2 separate regions of the Oryctolagus cuniculus genome follow, and region 2 is linked to region 1. Evidence: chromatin contacts called from public Hi-C data. All regions are on one chromosome and are shown on one strand. The core of a region is the stretch at or near the end of the contact, and the rest is flanking DNA. Distances in the headings are between cores, read along the strand shown.

The links. A called contact is a pair of places that touch in the nucleus more often than the background predicts.
Region 2: a contact with region 1 is called in a Hi-C map of embryonic fibroblasts, with 5 times the contacts expected there. The contact joins two enhancer-like sites. A contact is called at or near these places in 5 of 6 Hi-C or Micro-C datasets (ear pinna, embryonic fibroblasts, psoas muscle and 2 more).

Annotation. Positions count from the first base shown.
Region 1 is chr5:70,933,529-70,940,689 of mOryCun1.1, forward strand. ASCC3 (activating signal cointegrator 1 complex subunit 3) reads left to right here. Exons shown (of 42, transcript XM_002714874.5): 15 at 6,667-6,858. Among named protein-coding and RNA genes, the nearest start is that of ASCC3, 190 kb to the left of the region's middle. Within about 2 kb of position 3,098, at least 1 of the 8 cell types and tissues checked has an H3K27ac peak or open chromatin away from gene starts, as enhancers often do.
Region 2 is chr5:71,722,847-71,730,007 of mOryCun1.1, forward strand. No RefSeq gene overlaps it. Among named protein-coding and RNA genes, the nearest start is that of MCHR2, 38 kb to the right of the region's middle. Within about 2 kb of position 3,450, at least 1 of the 8 cell types and tissues checked has an H3K27ac peak or open chromatin away from gene starts, as enhancers often do.

The DNA of each region.
Region 1 (7,161 bases), core at 1,848-4,347:
GGATAAATTTTCAAGTTTCCTTTTCAGGATGTATTTTAGTATCAATTCCAAGAAACTGTGTTCACATTTTAGTTGAGTTAGTGCATTTATTTTGTAGATTAAGTTATTGAGAATTGATGTTTCTACCAAACCAAGCTTTTCCATCTCAAAAGCAAAGCATTTCATTTCATTTATTCAATGTCATTCAGCAGTGTTTTTTTGTTTTTAAATATTTATTTATTTATTTGAAAGAGTTACACACAGAGAGAAGAAGAGGCAGAGAGAGAGGGAGATCTTCCATCCACTGGTTCACTTCCCAATTGGCCACAATGGCCAGAGCTGCGCCGATCCAAAGCCAGGAGCCAGGAGCTTCTTCCAGGTCTCCCATGTGTATGCAGGGTCCCAAGGACTTGAGCCATCTTCTACGGCTATCCCAGGCCATAGCAGAGAGCTGGATTGGAAGTGCAGCAGCCAGGACTCGAACTGGCACCCATATGAGATGTCGGCGCTGCAGACAGTGGCTTAACCCACTGTGCCGCAGCACTGGCCCCCAGCAGTGTTTAAAAACTTTCTTCATGTAGATGCCACTTGCTTTCAGTTTCTAATGACTGTTACAGAAATGATATTTTATTTACTCATATATATTTTAACAAACAATTTTGTGTATATATCTTTAATTATTGATTTTTTGAGACTACCATTTTTCAGAATTATCTTACTATTTCAATAGTTTTTAGTCCTTGGTTTCCAAATGAATGTTCATTTCATCTACAGTTAGTAATTTCAGTAGTCTCTTTCCAGGATTTATCTTTTATTATTTTCAAGGTCTGATTCCATTTTCTAGAACTTTGACAGGCTGATGTGAACAGTCGATTTGTTCCTAATTTGAACTGATATACTTCTAACATTTTACTAGTAAGCATAGTTTAAGATAGATACTCATCTCTACCCATGAGGATTGAATATAGCCTTTTGTCAAATTTCATTGCCTAGTCCTGACCATATATATGTTCTTTCTCCTTTGACTTATCATAAAACATTAAAATAAGTATATTTATAAGTATAATAATCTTACATGTGCGGATGGATTATACTTAGTTTTGTGTTCTTTTAATGCATTGATGAATTTTCTAAAGTCCTTCACTGTTTGGATTAATATTCACAAGAGACAATTTTCTATTGGATTATTTTTTTCTGCTTTGCCAGGTTTTAATATCAATGTCAGTACACTGTAAAATTAATTTTCACTGTTCTATTTTGTCTTCCTAAGTCTCTCAAAAGTTTAGAATTTATTTATCTTTAAATATTTTAAAGCCAAGCTGCTAGATCACTTCTGGAATAAACTTCGTAACAATATCTTGCTAGAATATCATCAATTCCAAATAGCTTTTTAAGTGGAATGTTTTGAATTTTACAAAGAACCCTTTCCTGATCCTTTTCAATTATGGTATATTCCTCTTATATTCTTTTAATTTGTATTAATTTTTATTGCCAAATGACTAATTTTGCATCTTGTGCTATACTGTTTATTGTGCTATGTCCACCACAGCTATTTTAACAGATAATAGATATTCTTTCTTTATTTTATTTTATTTATTTGAAAGACTGAGTCATGGAGAGATACAGAGGGGGAAAGTGAGAGATCTTCCATCCCCTGGTTCATTCCCCAAATGGCCTCAACAGCCGGGGCGAGGACAGGCTGAAGCCAGGAGCCAGGAACTTCATCCAGGTCTCCCACTTGAATTCAGGGCTCCAATCCCTTGAACCATCTTCCACACCTTTCCCAGGCCATTAGCAGGGAGCTGGATCAGCAGTAGAGTAGCCAAGACTCAGCTGGCATCTATATGGGACACCAGCATCTCAGGTAGTGGCTTTACGCATATGCTACAACACCAGCCCCCAGATAATATATTCTAAGCTTGTGGACCTGTGATCTCTGTCACAGCTGTTCATCCAGCTATCCTGTCATAACTCAATTAAGCTACAGATAATATGTCACAAATCTATATGGCCTTGTATAACAGATAGTATAAAACAGTTTGTTGTAGCATCTTTTACCATCTCATAATCTAGCCAACGATAACATTGTCTATTGTTGTTTAATTTCTTCCTTTAAAATAAAAGTGTTCATATTTAACAGTTTCACAGTTTTCAAATCAGCAGGTTTTATTATGATGCTGGTAGGTCATTCCAGTTCTTTCCTTCAGACTTTTGTAACTTCTTGAGTTAGATGCTTCAATCACTCTTACAGTCTTATTTAGATGAGTGTTTCACTCGTGTTGTTTATGAAAGCACAGATTTATTTTATTCGGTTGTTTTTCATCTCATGCAGTCCACCATTCCATCTCACCCTGAATGTTCTAATAGTGGGATCTAACAGGTCTCCCCTTTCTCCATCCTGCTTAGAAACCTTCAGTGGCTCCCCATTTATTCAGAATAACAGCCAAATTCTTTATAATTGATCATTTCAAAGTCCTGACAAAAACTGCATCTGTTCTCCACCTTCTTATTGCCTAGCCTAAGGCACAAGCAATAACTCTCTTCATTCTCTTTTCTCTGTAATATATTCAGTGCACCCAGGCAGGGATTAGCCTGAAACAACTGCAGCTCCTTTTCCTTCATATTCTGCTCATCCTCCTGTGTAGGCACCTACCCAGTGTTGGTTTCTTGACAGCCCACTTTCACCTTGGCTTTGTGTGATCTCTGTCTCCCCATCTCCATCTTTTCACCCAGTCATGGTTTTGGCACAATTGTGAAGTTCCCTCTCTCTGAACAACAAATATGATACTTCTTAAAATTTTTTATTACTCCCTTACCATCTATGCTTGAGACAAAATAAATCTTGACCTTTATGGCTTAGTTTTCTTGTATGTACTCCATAACCTCTGAGCGTAATGCCTTACAGACAACGTTTTCTCTTTCAGTCATCCTGGCATCTGTGTGTGTTTATTTGCTGCCTACCTTCTCCATTTAACGGTGTTAACACCCACATTTCACATTTTCAGTAAAAACTTACTTGATAAAACTAGCAAACCATTGATTCATTCATTCAGCAAACGTGTAGTAAGTGCAAGCTATACAGGAGGCACCCTGTTGGGTGCAAGTTAGTACATGCAAACTGTAAGATCATTGTCATAAGAGATCATGTCATTAGTTACAGAGTGTAATGTTTATCCACATGCCTCTAATATAAACACCTCACTTTTTTTTATAAATCACTTGCATGAGTCTGTCTTCCATATACAAATGATCTATTATTTTTTAACTTTTATTTAATGAATATAAATTTCCAAAGTACAGCTTATGGATTACAATGGCTCCCCCCCCCCATAACTTCCCTCCCACCCGCAACCCTCCCCTTTCCCTCTCCCTCCCCCCTTCCATTCACATCAAGATTCATTTTCAATTCTCTCTATACACAGAAGATCAGTTTAGCATATATTAAGTAAAGATTTCAACAGTTTGCACCCACATAGAAACACAAAGTGAAAAATACTGTTTGAGTACTAGTTATAGCATTAAATCACCATGTACAGCACATTAAGGACAGAGATCCTACATGAGGAGTAAGTGCACAGTGACTCCTGTTGTTGACTTAACAAATTGACACTCTTGTTTATGGCATCAGTAATCACCCTAGGCTCTTGTCATGAGTTGCCAAGGCTATGGAAGCCGTTTGAGTTCACCAACTCTGACAAATGATCTATATTTTTGGATAATTTGTGAATTATTCAAAGCTCAGATTTTGCCTTAACTTTCTTTGTATTCTTAAACAAATGAAAAAAAAATACATGTTTCCCATTTAAGTGACCTCTTAGTTTGTCACAGAGACTAGAGGATTGCACCCTGTTGATGGCCACTGTAGCTGATTGTGGAACCCACCAGGACAGAGTGGGAGATACTCTCCACACTCTAGACCCACCTGCTACCTTTGAAAATTCTTCCCCACAGTTACATCCTCTCTGTGTGTACCCTCTCACTGTTTCATTGGTGCCACAGCAAGCCCAGTCACGTCCTACCAGAATCCACACAATCAAACACATCAAGATATCCCAGTTTAGGGGACCCACAGACCGTTTAGACGTGTTTCTTCACCTGAAACGCACAGCAGTCCAGCTATCTGATTTGTTAGAACGTCTTCTCCAAGCAGTATTCTTTAGTTTCTCCTGTTAGATCTAAGTCTCCACTCCTGAATGACACAGAAGAAGTGGAGCATCTGAAATGTTTCTCTTCTCCCTATCCTTGGTCTCTAAAGAGCTCAGTTAGAGCTTAGCAAGTTCTCCACAACAGACTTTACCCCAGAGTTGTCCCATATTTACAAGTGCTGCTTTATGAAGATTGACAATAACAGTATCTCTTATCTAAAAAGAAAGGTAAGGCAGTTTGGATCCAATTATGGTTGGTCATGGGTCTGACTATAAAATGATTTCTGACAGGCTGACCACAGTACGCTACAATAAAGAAAGAATGTTCTCCCCTTGAAAACTTGAAGAATACACTCTTTTGTTGAGTACACATACACAGTTGTGCCTCAGTCTCTGTGGGAGGATTGGTTCCAGGACCCCTCCTCAAATATCCAAACTTGGGACGCCCAGGTTCCATATATAAAATTATGTTGTATTTGCATATAATTTTTGTACACTCTCCCGAATAGTTTAAATCAACTCCAAGTTACTTATAATAACCAATACAGTGTATTTGCTGTGTGAATGGGTGTTAGATTGTTTTGTTTAGGGAAAAATGACAAGGGGGGGAAAGCCATACATGTTCAGTTCTGGTGGATTTTTTTCCAGTATTTTCAGTCTGTTCTTGATTGGATCCATGGATACAGAACTAACATGTGGAGCTTGACTTGCGTTTTCTTTTGTCTTCTAAAAAACTAAAAAAAAAGTGTAAGTTGTTATTTAACGAATGGCCACTAGATGGTGTGGTTTGTTAATGTATTACCTTTGGTTTTAGGATTACAGCAAATTTCATGGAGTACTATTTTCTTTTTTTTTATAAGCTGATTTTAATTTAAAAAAGATTTGTTTGTTTGAAGGTATATTTACAGAGAGAGAGAGGAGAGACAGTGAGAGAGAGATCTTCCATCCACTGGTTCATTCCCCAAATGGCCACAACCGCTAGGAGTGTGCTAGGCCAGAAGCTTCCTGCAGGTCTCCCACATAGGTGCAGAGTCCTAGGAACTTGGACCATCCTCTGCTACTTTCCCAGGTGCATTAGCAGGGAGCTGGGTAGGAAGTGGAGCAGTCAGGACTCAAACCTGCGCCCATATGGAATGCTGGCCCTGCAGGTGGCTTAACCCACTGTGCCACAGCACCAGCCCCAAGTACTATTTTCTTAAATCATTTTCTTAGTTCATTATTATTAACTTATTAGTTTTAAATTTTAAGTGGCCTGAAAGATAATGTAGCACTTTCTGGGCTGGAACTCTAGCCCCTTGAAATGACTCAGCTAAAACAGTGCCCCTTATGTAAAAAATGTGAAAAAAAAATCAAAAAGAGCTCTTATATTGCTGATAATGAGATTATAGAGCAGTAGCAAATAAGCACAATACATGAAGCCCAGGCAGGAGCTTTGATTTTGTAGACACTTTCTAAAATATTAATTTATGATCTTTAATTTTTGCAGAAAATGTTTATCCATTGTATAGTGAGTCTTCCATGAATTTTGTAAGATCTTTTGCAATAGCAGGAAAACCAGATGCCACATTTGAGCTCAGATGAGGCCAAAGACCGGGTACCAGAAGTCAAGTTAATATACTCAGGGCAGTTGTAAAGTTCAGCTAAGATGATGGTCAGTGCCTTCCCATCAGTGATCACAGGAACACTGATGAAGGTAAAGAGTGTTGAGTTTGTTGACTCATTGCAAACAAGGGGCATAATAGGGAACCATGGGAGCTCACTGTGAGAGGGGAGAGCTTTCTAGGTAGTAGATGACACAGGAGGGTGTGGCTTTGTCAGAAGAGAGACTTAGAGAAAAAGCTGGTTGTTGCGGCTCATGAGGTTACAGATTGATTTTTGTAGGGCCTTGCATTGTAAGAACTCTTTTACTCTGAAGGAGTTGAGAAGTCACCAAGATTTATGCTCTTTTTTCCCCATTTATTTAAAGGCAGAGTGACAGAGAGAGGTAGAGACAGATCTTCCACTTGGGCACTCCCCAAATGGCGCAATGTCTGGGGCTGGGCCACAGTGAAGCCAGGAGCTTGGAGCTCCATCTAGGTCCCCCGTGTGGCCATCTTCCACTATATTACCAAGTGAATTAGCAGGGAACTGGATAGAAAGTGAGCAGCAGAGACTCGAACCTGTGCTCAGATGGGATGACAGTGTTGCCAGCAACAACTTAATGCTCTGTGCCACAACAGCAGCCCCAATTTAAGCTCCTTTTAATAGGGTATTTTTAGAAGGATAAGAAACAGGTAACAATGCTTAATTGTAAGGACCACTTGGCTAAAAAAGATACTTCTTTTCATTTAATTCTTTTCATATTTGTGTCTTGTTCACATATTGTTTTTTTTTAAATGACATAATTTTATTGTTTAAAGCATTATATAGTAATAGTTGATATTTTAAAATGTTTATGATAATTTTAAGCTTTCTTTGATAAATTCATTCGACAGAAATACTCAATGCAATCGCTTTTAAATGCTAAATAACACTCTTTTATGTTTTGTTGATTCTACCCTAGGTGCAAAAGTCAAGAAATAAGCAAGTACGAGAATTATTCCCAGATGGTTTTAGTATTCATCATGCAGGAATGCTCCGGCAGGATAGAAATTTGGTTGAAAACTTATTTTCTAATGGGCATATCAAAGTCCTGGTCTGTACAGCTACGTTAGCCTGGGGTGTCAATCTTCCTGCTCATGCTGTCATTATCAAGGTAAGAGCTTATCTTCCTTTGCAGATGGATTTGTGTGTGTCTTAAAACAAACATCTGAATTGATTTATTTAGAAAACATTGTGATTTGGCTGTTTCCTTGACTTTGAACACTGTTTATATAAGGTCAGAATGATTTTCTCCAATAAGAATCTAGTTTATATTGTGAAAATTTAACTCTATCACAGATGATGAAAGGATTAGTTAAAGTACACTTTTGAGATCTTGCCATATTTGCCTAATTTCAGTATTCAGCATATCAGGATTATATTTGTGTATGTCTATGTAAATTTTTATTAACTTTTC
Region 2 (7,161 bases), core at 2,200-4,699, 790 kb after region 1:
TGGATTCCCAGGCCAGGCAAAAAGCTCAGGAACAAAATGTGTCTTCAACAGAAAGTCATGCCAGTTCACCACAGAGATGCCCCTTAATACTTTTCAGTAGGGGTGGATAGAACAGTCCTCTGCAGTCCATGATATATGCAAATATACTTCCAAAGGTTCTGGAAAAAGGAATTAGATTGTAAGTCTATTTTGGAGCAAAAAATTTTAATGCAGCATAGTTTTTGCATAATACATATTTCCATTAAATTTTAAAGACCCTTCATATGAATGAATTTCAAACTTTTAAGTAATATTTAAATTTCATATTCATGAGCATTTTGAAGCACCCTTAAATACATGTGGAACACAATGGACCTCATTCTCATCAGTATTTAGAGTTAGTCAATTCCTTGTGTTAATTTTATAAAATTAGAATTAATGACTGTGGCCAAAAATTCCTGAACCAGAGTAAAAGTTTACCCAATAAGCACAGAAAGAAGTCTGTCCAGACTGCACAAGATCACATCAGCAGTAACTCCATCACTAGTAACACTGAAGTGATTTATCTCAAATCCTCACCCCAGGTTCCAGCTGAGAAAAAGGGGGTGGGGGACAAATATTACATGGGTGAGATTTTATTACAAGGAGGGGGAGGATTCTGTCTCCCCTAAGTGCTCTCTAAAGGTCATAATCTCATAAAGAGATCAAGGCTCAGGAAGACAAGCCAGTAGGATCCTATTTCTAAATCAGTCTCTGTTTTACTGTCTATGGCTTACTATAACTTTTATCTCAGTTTAACAGATTGAGATAACATCCATTCTGCATACCTTCTAGAGTTATTATAAAAACAAATAACACATGAAATGTTACTTTTTAAAAAGTATGTAAAAATGCGACATGAAAATTTTAAGATCAATTTCTTCCATTGACATCTACGGAAAGTCAAATATCAGCAAAAATGTAACTGAATCTCCTATGATGATATTTTCCTGACTAGTAGTCTCCAGCACAGACTTCTTATCTGCCAATGTCTAGTGAGACACATGTCTAGTGAAACATACTGAGCTAGGAGAAAAGAAATATTCAATATGGCAACGACAACATAAACAGATTTGCTCATCCTTCCTTTACATTACACATCATCATCATCGTTATCAATCTCTAGAATAAAGAATTGAAGTAGCAATGATTAGCATGGCAGAGTTCTCTGCCTTTTTCAGATGGAATGCCTACAGGTGAGAACTGCAAGGCAAGGTGTCTTGAGTTTACTTTGGAAAATACTCTAAATCTGGCCACAGACGGAAATGATGAAAGGAAAATAAACTTCAAGAGCTTAAGTTAGAAATCATTAACTGAATGAACTTATAGTGGACTGCATTTTTATATCATTGAAAAAATATCAACCTAAGAGAGTAATTAAATGTTTTGTTGTTGTTTTGTTTTTCTTTCCTCAAAACTTCTTTGAAATATCCCATAATTTGAACTCCAAATTCTCTTTAAATTCTATCTCCCATACTTACCTTCTTGGTTTTTCTGGGAGGGACTTTATATCATATATTCATTTTGAAGCAATGTTTTCTTGCATAAACGCTAACTTTATAGTGCTTTCCAGTTGTGAAATGCATAATCACTCTTCATTTGCTTTTCAAAATTCTGATCTGTTGAATTCTGGAAACAACTTCAATTTTTTTTCACATTTTTCAGCTTTTTCCCAAATTTAAAGTGTAATGCATGATATTTCACCACGCCACTCTGACTGCTCCTATTATTATAGGAGGAAGCATTCACAAGCGACAAAATCATCACAATTATCGCACAGACACCTGCTGGGTGTCAAGTCTGGTTTAAAAGCTTCCGTAGATGTCATGCCAGTGGTGTGCCCAGGTGGGTGGGAAGTTTTACTGTTCTGATTTACAAACGGAGCCAACAAGGACTACAGACATTAAGGAATCTGCCCAAGAGCATATGCAAAGAGGTAAACGATGAAGCGGCAAGCTGTCTGACTTCAAAAACTTACACTGAACACCATCTGATTTGCTAAGCAGCAATTGTCGGCAGCAGATGTGTTAAAGGAGCAAATAGGAAGCTCAAGAGCCTTGTCAAGCAGATTTGGTGGGTTTGGGAATACCAAAGGGACTTAAGCCAACATTCATTTAAAAAGAAACTGATCTTTTAGCGATATTACAAATTTCTTCCCCTTTCTCCCTCCCTTCTTTTTTAACCTTTCGTATACCAATAAACAGTTGCCATGAAACCAAGGTTGGATGCCCACTCCTTAATCACTGAGTTGGAAACACCTACAAATGTTCACAGGGATCTGTGTGACTACCGTAGTGTGGAGAAGCACTCGACCTTGGCAAGCTCTGTAAGAGCAGAGCTGTTTTAACGTCTTAACGGCGAAGGCATCCAGGCTCCCAGAAGTGAGCTGGTCACACAGGTGGCGCGCAGTCAGTCCAGGTGTGCCTACTGGGTGTGGTGCACTCTAGATGGCAAAGGTAAGCCCACCTTTGGGGCTGGCGCCTTCCCTAGCGGTCGGGAAGCAGATCCTCCTACTCCGCCCCCTACCTCTCCGCAGCTGGAAGCAGCTGCGAGCGGTTTGGCCAAGGGGCTTGTCTGCAGCTCCGCGGAGGAGAGGGCGTCCGCGCCGCCGGTCACTGGGTCGAAGGGCAGGCCGAGGACGGTGAGCACCGGGCGCTGTTTCCTCTGGCCAAGCTCTGGGACCCCGCGCGCAGCAGTGGGCGCCGCTCCTCCCACGGGGGCGGTTCCCAGACGGGTGTGTGTGGGTGTCGAGCGTCTTCCCTCCTTCTCCAGAAGGTACTAAGTTTGCTTCTGAGGAGGCACCTGCGGGACGGCGCGGGGCGGGTGGTGGCGAGTTTCATACTCCGGGTTGAAAATGGCGGGGAAAGAAAGGGTAGCTGGCTTCCGGGGAGTTGCTGCTGCAGCCAGAAACGCGGGACGCGTGGGGCTCGGGCATCCCGGATCTTTACCGGTGCAAACGGGGCTGAAATAAGAGGCACTGGCCACTGGTTCGCGTTTTCACCAAGGAGTCAGGACGAGAAGAGTCCGACACACTTCCCCTTGGACGTATTTTCCCTCTCAGGAGTGTTCCTGATTGGTGCCTTTGGGCAGCTTTCGTGCATCTGCCACAGTCTCTGATGGGCAGCTTTCTTCCTCTTGAAGTGTTCCTGAGCCACGTGAACTGTGCAAGGTTATCTGAACTCCTTGGATGCTTCAAGGCAGTTGGTAACCATCCTGGAGCTGAGGAGAGCTGGTGGAAAATGGGCTCTGTTTGAATCAGCCTGGGGCTTCTTAGAGTGATCCAGAAGAGCTTTGTTAAAGCAATTACTTTGGCAATGAAAGTACAATGTGCATCTTAAAGAGGTTTTGCCCTAAGGCCTAATATCTCTATTTGGGGTGGTTTCTTCTTCTTAAAAGGCCACTGAAGGTACTACTTTAGAAATCAGGCATAAGCATGAAATCATCTGGACTTGAGGCATGCACAGGCATTTCAGTGAATTTAGCTCAGTGCTAATTGGTGTTGATGGGGAGGGGGTGGTATTCAGTGCAGGTTTTCTACTGTTTTTAATATTGAATTTTGTACTCAGAGAAGAGCTTTGCTCAGTATAACTTAGTGGGTAGAGATGTCTGGAGTGGAGCTGACTGGTTGGATAGGACTGGGTTGGGTTGATGGTCCTCTATTTGGGTGTCATTTGGATCTTGACATACGTTTAATGTCACAGTTGGGTTGGCCTTTTGCAGAGCACATTTGCCTTCATCCATTGTCCTGTGGCTTTGACAAGATAATTGCAAGCGCAATATTGCTTGACTGTTAGCTAACACAGGTTGTTAAACTGCACAAAGCAATCCGATTCCAAGAAAAGACTTTTTCTAGCCTGGTGCATAAAGTACCGTCAATGCAGAGGCCACCTAATGTTTCTGAAATATTAACATGGATTGTTAAGCAGAGATTCAACAGGGGAGGTAAAATGACAAGGCACTTTCAAGAAGACACAGCGACTGCCCTATAGGTCCAAGATGCTGTGAGTGAACCAACTTCAATTTTTGGAATCAGCTGGGTTTTTCTCAAATACCAGCAATGCATTTTGTTATTTAATAAATTGTATATTAAGTTGGTATTGCTCTATAATAAGTCCAGTATATTTTTTGAGAGGGAAGCCTATAGCGCTTAACACAGTGATGGGCTAAATTTGTAAAGTACAGCAGTTATCCTACCAGGCCTTCAAAGTCCCTAGCTCTCCCTGTGTAGCACCTTTGGAAGCCCATTAGACATGAGGACTCTGGACAGTGTCTGGTCAAAAGTCCTAGCTCTCACTCTACAAAGGATGGGAAGTGCTCCAGTGCCCTAGAGAAGCCCAGAAGACTGTGTTCCACCACACTCCCTGCCCCATGGTAACAACTGAGGAGAAACAAAGGCTATCACTTACCCTCAGCGTCAAATTTACTCATCCTCAATCCCTTGTGCATTTATTTTTAGCATTCTGATCCTCAAAAGTGAAAACGCATACAGGACTTGATGAAGGCTAGAGATGGAGAAAGAGGACGGCTCTTCTGTGTCTCAGGGTTGAAGAACAGAAAAGAAAGAACTTTTGTCAAGAGCCTACTCTGCTTTCACTAATGCTCAAGTGCGTCATTTCACTAAATCCTCAGAAGAACCGTATAAGGTAGGGAGTATAATTCTATCATGGGACAACTGTGGCTGCAAGATGTTGGTGATACCTGAAGTCACACAGACATATAGTGACAGAGATAAGGTTAGGCCCTGGTTGTTGAACTCTGGGAAGCCAAGTGTGGTTTACTTGTGAAAGCTGCTGAGAAGAGCTGGAGCAGCTCTGTCCTCCTTCAGATTCCCTGAGAAGGATGAGCTGAGGCTAACTTTGCAGAAGCCATGCCCCAGGAGCAGGTGCACACAACTGAGGTCTCCTCCAGAAATGCTGACCCCACAGGCTGTCCTGTTCTTCTCCTTCCCCTACCTGTATCTCCATTCCGGCACCTCCCATTCCTCTGCCCCAAATTTTCAAATGCTAGGCTGCAGAACACCTAACATGGCCCTTCTTCTCCTTGGAGTGCCACCTCTTCTCCTCATACCTAGGTTTCTCTGTCTATCCCAGCCTGATATCATTGAGGATGCTATAAAGATTCCTCAAAATAAAGCAGGAAATGCACATTGAAGGGCCTGTGCTAGTTGCCACCCTAAGGTCCTGCAGAATCCAGGCTCTGGTGCTCCCAGGCAGCTGGAGCCCTGATCAAGGAGAGAAGCAGATAAGTGACAGCCCTTGGGCAGGATACAAGCTCAGGGCCCCTCTACCTTAGGGAAGGCCAGGAGGAAAAGGAAACAGAGGAGACAGAGACAAGAAGATGGAAAATGGGAGCAAAATGCTCTTGTTAAGGGAAAAGGTTTTTAAAAAAAATTAGAAATGTAAAATTAATGCTGATGAAATGACAGTATTTTTTAAATTCCTTATGATTGCCAATTGACACAGAGCACATTGACAACTGTGTATTTCATTGTCAGGTCAAAAAATTCATATCATTAATTTCCATAAAGAATAAAATTCTTAATGCTTCTATATACTTAGGCCTAATAGAATTTCTCATGGCCCTCAGCAGTTGGCATAATTATAAGATAATCCATTGCACTAAATACACACACACACACTGTAAATAGTGTACTTATTCTGTGACTCTAGTATTCTGATCAACCCAGAAGGAAACAATGAAAAGGAGTTTTATCCCTGGGAACTTAGAGTAAGCATATAAAACATTGGCAAAGTTTTTGCCACATTGAACTGAAATCTACATTCAGTAGATTATTACCTCGTTTTTGAGTTGCAAAGCAACAGAAAACATTCAATTATTATCAACTGGTTCCCACCTTTTATGAAATATACCCAGTATTCCAAACTTTCTAAATAATTAAAATACCCACTTTACTGTGCTCATTCTCTGATCACTCAGTTTAATTAAGATGGAACTTAGTTTATGCTTTTTAAACCCTATGGTTCTGCAAATATTTCATTAAAATGCCTTTCAATCTTAAAGCATAAAAAAGTATATGGTTCCACTCTTTTTAAAAGTATAAGTGAATTTTTCTGTAACTAAAATTCTTCAGGAATGTAAAAGGGAAGATTGTTTTACAGAACATATATAAAATCTTTTCAAATAGGAATAGTATAAATAATATACCATTATAGCATTGCATCACATAAATCACACCTAAAATATTTTATATTTCTAAAAAGTGGAAAGAGATTTCTTCTTTATGGATAGACACTATATCAGAGACATGTGTAATTTTTCTCAAAATATTTCTTGATTGTTTCAAGCAGCAATGATAATCTCTTAATGCAACATCCAAATAGCTCCTCAGCAGCAGTTCAGGCTCCTACAAAGAGAAGAGACATTTCAGAAGGACAGCTATTTCCTTTATTTTTCCAGGGTATAGTTTTTAAAAGTCAACCACATAAAGGCTTTAGAAGCACAAAGAACTTGTTTCGATTTTTGGCCCTACCGTCCTCTAACAGTGCATCCTGAGCTAAATCCTTATCATCTTAGTTTAAATATCCTTTTTTTGAAAAACAAACATAATAGTAGTATCTATTTTTGAATATTATCATGGGATTTAATTGAGATATTGTACATAAGGAGGTTAGTATGGTATCTGATAACTTATGAACATTCTATAAATTTTGCTTATCTTCTCATTGGCATTTTACCTCTCTACATTGTTTTTTGTATAATTCTTTTTCTCAGAAAAATCTTGGCAATAATTTTAAACTTCAGATATATTTCTGAGCCCTCTTAAACTATTGGAAATGTTGTTTTTAACATGTGCTTTATGTTTATTTTTCTCACTGGAGTCACAATGGTATTTGTGAGTGTGACTATGCACATGTGTATGTGTAAATATTTACCTGGCTCATGGAAACAATAAAACTGGTCTCTTCATTGATTCACAAAGATCTGAGAATTTTACATTAGAGATTGATGAGCGTTTGCCAATGGCCATTCTTGAAGAGAAACCCAGTCTATCATTCATTAAGTGGAAAAAAGTTATATATCTAGTGGTGGTAACTTGTGCCCAAAGACAACCAGCTGTTACAAGATGCAAGGAAGAAAGATAGAGAAATATGTCTCCTTCCAGCTCATTCTGATCCTCCCTGG